Regions from separate parts of the Gossypium hirsutum genome. Here region 2 is linked to region 1. A link is a contact called in public Hi-C data. All regions are on one chromosome and are shown on one strand. Each heading gives the region's core, a stretch centred on a gene start, on an enhancer-like site or on the middle of the called end of the contact. The rest is flanking DNA. Distances are from core to core; before and after follow the strand shown. Region 1 holds the start of LOC107887240 (mitochondrial outer membrane protein porin of 36 kDa). Region 2 holds the start of LOC121225164 (protein TWIN LOV 1).

Region 1 (3,735 bases), core at 681-3,180:
ATGATAACGCCTTTCGATCTTTACGCCTCTTCTCTTCCTCAGTCAATGTCGAATGCATCTAATCTGTCCCTAGTAGGGCATCGACTAAGTCCATCTGTGCAAGAACTGTTTGCATCTTTATCTGCCACAACGCGAATCTGGTGTTGCAATCCAACAGCGAAATTTCATACTTCAAATACGCCATTACCATGATTGAGATGAACAACCCAGAAGCTCTGATACTAATTTGTGAAAAAAAATAGAACGTTGATAAAGAAAAGAAAAAAAAAGAACACACAGATTTTTACGTGGAAACCCTTTCAGGAAAAAACTACGGGTAGAGGAGAAGATAATTCACTATGTCGAATTCGAATGATTACAAAAGGAGTAAGCTATGTCTATTTATAGGCTTGTAAAACCATATTCTAATAGAAGGAGTGTAGTAAGATTGAAACACCTTATTCTAATCAATATCAAATAAATGAAGTTTATTAAGGTTTAAAAAACCTTATTTTAAAATAATAATAAAAAGTGTAGTTCTATAAGAATTTTACTTTCATTTTATTTTACCACTGTATTTTATTTAAATAAGGATTCGGATCACTTAATTCTAACATTACTCAACTATGCCCACGTTTCTAGTTTTGTCATCCAACTTTCAAATTTTCAATTTAGGCACTAACATTTGAATTTGTTCCTGTTTTGGTCACCCGCTTGATTCTAAATAATTCAATAAACTTAACTATTCACTTTTACAAATTCTATCAATTTGATCTTTAAACTTTCTAATCAAAGCTTTCAACTTTTAAAATAGAGGCAATCCACATCTATAAATTTGTAAAACCCAAAAAGAAAAAAAGAAAAACTTCTCTCAACTAATGAGCCATTTTCTGAGCCAATTTTAGATACCAATTGGTTTATCTTGAACATTTCTCTCCCTTTCTCTTTATTTTCATTAGTTTTCTTCTAAATATAGTATTGTATAGCGCTTTTATTGATAAAAATTTGACTAAAGAAAATGGAAAAAAAGGTTAAAAAGAACACTTTAGATTTACTCTTATTGTTAACAATATGACATTTTTTTCAAAGTACATAGAAATAGTCCTCGAAGTAGGTTCTGGAAATTGAAAATTAAATTCAGAGCTAAAAAATATGGCTTTGAAAAATCCAATTGTTAAATCAATAATTATATCATAAGAAAAAAATGAAAGAATTAGTTGAATATCCTTTTGTTCATTAATTTTTTAAAATTTTATAAATTGATTAAAAGATTATCATGTAACTATTTATTTTTAATTTTTAAATCCACAATAAGTAGTATATATTAATAATCTAATTTAGTGTTAAATTATTTATCAAATTAATTAAAAACTAAAATTATTCTAGTAGAGTGAAAATTTATTTCTTACAAATATTAAATTATTATATAATTTTATTATATAATATATTTTTAAATTTTTTATTTTCTATTATTTTAATAGTGTTTAGTTCATTTTGAACACTAACTTCTTAAAAATATAAACAAAAAGGGTTATGTACATTAATTGGATAATTTCAACCTAAATAAAACAATTAATAGATGTGGATTGCCTTTGCTTTGAAAGCTAGAAGCTTTGGTTAGAAAGTTTAAGGATCAATTTGATAGAATTTGTAAATATGAAAGGTTAAATTTATTTAATTATTTAAAATTAGGATCAAATTAATAGAATATGTAAGTATTGAGGACTAAATGTGTTATTATAACAGTTAAAAATTAACATGGGAGCAACTAAAAATAATTCAAATGTTAGTGCCTAAATTGAAAATTTTTAAAATTAAGTGACTAAAATAAGAATGTGGGTATAATTAGATGACCATTTGTGTAGTTTATCCTAATAATAATAGACTTCTACTTAAAAACGTGATCAGGCGACGAATTGCCCAATGTGCCCATTCCTGATATCAGCGGCCAAGGCTTTCTCACTTCATGATCAACGGTCCATAAAACTCCTTTTATTTTCAAATTAAACGGTTTTTCAATTATTATTATTATTATTATTCTTTTCCATCCCTGTCTTTCGCAACCAGCCTTCGTTTCTCACTTTCCTCTCCATTTTCTCGGCGAAATCAAGCATGGGGAAAGGACCTGGTCTCTACTCCGATATCGGAAAAAAGCCTAGAGGTGAAGTTTTTTTCTCCTTTTATAGTTTATTTTTCATTTCAGCTTCCTTTGTTCATTTTTGTTTTTGTTTTAATTTCAGATATTCTTTACAAGGATTACCAGGCCGACCACAAGTTCACTGTCACTACTTATACCTCCAATGGAGTCGTGAGTTTTTCTTTTAATTTTATTTTTAAATATTCCAGATGATATGGTGAAACATCTGCTCTCTTCAGTTCCGATTGTTTTAATTTATTTTCTTTGTCATAAACGAATTCGTAATTCATATTTTAGCAAAGCCTATTAATTTGTATATGAATTTTTTTCTCTTATTTGTATATAATTTTTTCCAATACGCTCGCATGAATATCTGATCTTATGAATTTATGATTGATCTAGAGATTTATGATTTTGGCTCATTTTTTCCCTTTTCAATTATGTCAGGCAATCACATCAACTGGGATTAAGAAAGGTGAACTGCTTTTGGCTGATGTAAGTACTGAGCTGAAGAACAATAACATCACAACCAATGTCAAAGTTGACACTAAGTCTAATGTAAGTTGTAGAACAATTAGATAAGTCTTCGAATTTTAAAGGTCGTGTTCATATAATCATTGCATGCTATCTCATTACGATGAATACAAAGGTAAGCAATGTTTTGGTCTTGTACTGTTTTTACTCATTGTCCGGGTGAATTCAGTCTTGGCTTAAGTATTATCTCATTCTGTTTTTTTTTTTCAATAGCTTTTTGCCACTGTTACTGTTGATGAACCTGCACCTGGATTGAAGACAATCTTTAGTTTTATTGTCCCTGATCAAAGGTCTGGCAAGGTAATAGACTTCCTTACTCATGCCATTAACTTCCTTTTTTTTTTTTTAATAATGCCAACATTTTCTACATCCTGGTTTAGGTAGCTAGCTGTAGCTATGTTTGTCATTTACTTCTGTAAACTTATAGGTTTCATCATGTGGTCATGACATGGTCTTTGTCATTATTGTGACAGGTGGAACTGCAATACCAGCATGAATATGCCGGCATAAGCACTAGCATTGGTTTGAATGCTAATCCCCTTGTTAACTTCTCTGGGGTGGTTGGAAACAATTGTGTCTCAGTGGGGACTGATCTCTCATTTGACACCGCCAGTGGAAACTTTACCAAATTGAATGCTGGGCTGAATTTCACCCATTCTGACCTCATTGCTTCCCTAACATTGTATGTAGTTCCTCGGCGGAGTTGGCTTTAACTTTTAGTTTACTTATTCACATATCCATATTTTCATATGGAACTTCCAGTAAACTGGTTTTTTCTTTCTGTAGCTTGTGCATGTATTCTGTTATTGTGCTTGTGGTTTTGATGAGGTTAATTTGTCGATAACCACAGAAATGATAAAGGTGACACTCTTAATGCTTCCTACTACCACATTGTTAGCCCATTGACGAACACAGCGGTTGGTGCGGAGCTGACCCATAGCTTTTCAAGTAATGAGAACACTCTCACAATCGGTACACAGCATGCTCTTGACCCGTTGACCACAGTGAGGACTCGACTGAACAACTACGGCAGAGCAAGTGCTCTTATCCAGCATGAGTGGCGCCCAAAATCCCTCTTCACTATC
Region 2 (3,735 bases), core at 342-2,841, 190 kb after region 1:
TTAAAGTAATAATTTAATGCAATCAACTCAATGATAATATATAGTTGAGTAAAATTAAGTCTAAAATATTTTATATGTATTTGCACAAAAAAGTGATTAAAAAATTTAAAAAAAATAAAGAAGATAAAAATAAAATATAATTAATTATTATTTATGAAAAATTATTAAAAATAAACATACATAAATTAACTTTAAAATAAATTACATTTAATGTACACATTATATTAGGCTATAGGAATAGATCTCAAAATTATACATGAACTTTGGTCTAAAGTGCAATTTTAAATATGAAATTTTGATTGGATTCAATTCTCACAAATTATTAACACAATTATTGATATAACATCATTTTATAGTTATGTATTGCATACATAAATAATTATATTTATCTATTATAAAAATAAATTAATGTATTTATTTCTTTAAATGTGTATGATTAAATAAAATATAAAATTTAAAGTATCATATAGAAATTTGAACCAAAATCAAATTTTTATGTGTATAATTACACCAAATCAAAGTTTATATATTAAATCATATATTAGATCAAAGTTCATATATAATTTTAAGATTTATCCCTAAAATATAATCTATACTATTATTTAACTATTTTATTGAGTTAATATTACGAATTAACTTGATATTAACTTAATAAAAAAATATTAAAAACTGAAATTCTAAAACAATTAATAAATATTATTATATGGCTTTGAAATTTCTATACTTTTACAATAAATTTATTAAAATTAATTTAAATTCAAACTAAAACACTTATGACAACACTTCAATACAAGACTTCAAACTTTTAAGATGTCAATTTTGTCATGAATGTGTCATAATATAATATAATATAATATAATATAATATGATTAGTTTGTTTGCCTGCACATGGTTATATGTATAAATTAAAAAAATTATTTAATTGTTTTATAATATTTATAATGAAATTTTTAAATATATTTTTTAGAAAATTTTAAATTTTTATTTAAGTAATTATAAAATTTCTTAAATCTAATAGAGAAGATAATTATTTAAATTGTTAATTTTGTTATTTTCATTGAAATCTAATTATTAATTTATATAATTTCTTTATTATTTTCACTTACTTCATGAATATGTTTTAAAATAATTAAAAAAGGGTAATTGAATAATAGTAATTAACTAAAGGTATTTTGTGTTTTCCACTAAAATTGATCTTGTAAATAAGCAATCCAACCTCGGTTAATTTTTTTAAAATAAAAGGGAATAAGTATGCATTGTGTAGTTTTGTTGTAAACTATAAATATAAAAATAATTAAATGAGTAGACATTTAACATTTGAGTACCAAAAACACATCAGGAAAATGAATGTGATTTGACTCGGTTTCTTGTAACTTGAAAAATAATAAGTTAAGAAAAGAATGACAATGAGATGACGCGGCTAAAAGGATAAGTATGAGAGAGAATTGTGCCACCTCGGCTTTTCTTTCTTTCCCTGTCTCAGCCTGGAGAAATAAAATGGCTATAGACAAATTATATAATTCAACTTTGGAAGTTTTTATATTTTGTTGCATTGGGGTCAATAATAATTGAATAAAAGAAGGGGCGGGGGGGGGGGGCATTCTGTTTTGAGTAGAGAAATAGGGTAATGGAATAGATTTGAGTGAAAATGAATGAAAATTTTAATACAAAAATGAATTTATTTTAATTTTAAACAAAAGTGGAATTTGTAAGACATTGAAAAGGAGGGATTTTGGTTGGATTTGTAGCGTAAATTGGTTGGGAACCTTCCACCTTTATACTTTGTGAGAGGCCCTTCTCTTTTGTTTTCTTCACTCTTAATTCATATGATCTCTCATCTAAATGTTTAATACTAATCTTACCATTTTTGTTGGATTATAGAAAAAAATCCATCACATCAATTGTCAAGTTGTTCGAAGCCAATCAAATTAACTATGGAAATGTAATGCTTGACTGCATTCTGCTTTTTGTTTCCAGGCTCCTAGTTTGTGGTTTATAGTTTGCAATAGTAATAGTAGAGGTAGATGATTCTCCAACTGGGCAACTCCCAATCATCACAAATATTCATTCATTGAAGCCAAAAGGCAAAAAACCAAAAAAGAAAAACGATTGATTGGAATTGCTCAAGCATCGTTGTTCATTCGCTCCTAATTTTGATTTCCTAAGATATTTTCCCAATTTCCCACTTCTCACACCCACTCCTTTTCTTCCTTTTCACCTTACTCACTCCCACACACACAGAGTTTGCTTCTAAAAGACAAAACATTACTATTAATCAACTTTACATTCAATACTCTTCCACCTTCTCCTAGTAATTTTTAGAATTTTTAAAGCTTTTTCTGTTCTCGGTTCCTGTCTTTTGCTTTTTTTCTTTGATATTTTCAGTCTGCGAATTCTTCAAACTTCTTTCAAATATATTACTACCCACATGGGATTGGTTCCAACCGCGAAACCCAGAATCGCAGGTCTTAAAAAACAACGCCAACAACGACGAAGATGGATTCTAAATTGGGTTTAATCCAACAATCTTTCAATACCCGTTACTCCCAATGGGTTCGCGAAGCTCTCGACGAACTACCCGACAATTTCACCATCACCGATCCTTCTATTTCAGGCCACCCTATCGTTTTTGCCAGCCGGGGCTTCCTAAAAATGTCGGGTTATTCCCTAGAAGAAGTGATCGGCCAAAACGGCAAGATATTTCAGGGCCCCAAAACCAATCGGAGAACGGTGATGGAAATAAGCGAAGCGATTCGACAAGAGAGGGATGTTCAAGTGAATTTGGTGAATTATCGTAAAGACGGGACGCCGTTTTGGATGTTGTTTCATATGAGTCCGGTTTTTGGCAAAGAAGATGGGAGGGTGATTCATTTCGTGGCTGTTCAGGTCCCGATTACCAGGAAACCCAGGAGGAACGGAGGGGTGAACTTGAATGAGGATGGCTCGGGCTTTAATGAGATTATGTTCGGCTCTTGTAGGAAGGAAGTGGATACCAATCCTGTGCTGGAATTGGGTCGTGTTTTGTCCTTGGATTCCGCTACTAATGGTTCGTTTTCTCAGCTACATATGTTTTATAATGTAGCCATTATTGTTCGATCAACTGCGGTTTGCTCATACATTTGATGCAATCAAATTATTGCTCGTTTGTGAGCTCCAGAGCCTAATTAAATGTAACATAGCTTTAGTATTTGGTCTATACTAAGTAACTGGACACTGGTATGAAAAATATTTTTATTCAGTATGCTTCGACTACTAGTATACTTGTTGGAAACTGTACGTTTAATTGCAAATATGTTCATAAATAGCACTTTTTGCACTCACCTATGAACTTTTTCCATTTCCACCCTCAATTTTCCATCCATTATCTGCCTGCTTAATTGATGTTTCACTCTTTGTTTTGATGACAGCTATCTTCATGTTCCATTTGCAATTGGATTTACTTGTTTGAGTTCTCATCTATAAAGTGTATATTACAGTATTAGATATTGAAGAGACATGCGAGGCAAGTGATTTTGAGAAGCGAATGGCAGTGAATGCATTTAACAGCATCTTGTCTGTGCTAACCAACTATAGTGAGTCAACTGGCAGATTGGTCTGTGGGACGAGATGCAGTGTACCTGGGGTATGCTACGTCAGTTCATCATTAAATATATCACTTGGTAGAATCAAACAAAGCTTTGTACTGTGAGTTGTTTGCAAATTCTTTAATTTTCTTATTTATTTTATCATATAATC

Evidence for each region. Hi-C and Micro-C count contacts between places; a contact is called where the count stands out from the background.
Region 2: a Hi-C map of leaf shows a contact between it and region 1, with 2.0 times the contacts expected there. The contact joins the promoter of LOC121225164 here to the promoter of LOC107887240 in region 1. A contact is called at or near these places in 5 of 34 Hi-C or Micro-C datasets (hypocotyl and leaf).

The regions. Positions count from the first base shown.
Region 1 is chrA03:64,267,807-64,271,541 of Gossypium_hirsutum_v2.1, forward strand. LOC107887240 (mitochondrial outer membrane protein porin of 36 kDa) reads left to right here and starts at 1,931. Exons shown (of 7, transcript XM_041093681.1): 1 at 1,931-2,140; 2 at 2,220-2,287; 3 at 2,564-2,674; 4 at 2,864-2,950; 5 at 3,124-3,332; 6 at 3,501-3,735. The coding sequence starts at 2,092.
Region 2 is chrA03:64,455,622-64,459,356 of Gossypium_hirsutum_v2.1, forward strand. LOC121225164 (protein TWIN LOV 1) reads left to right here and starts at 1,592. Exons shown (of 7, transcript XM_041109298.1): 1 at 1,592-3,046; 2 at 3,477-3,684. The coding sequence starts at 2,497.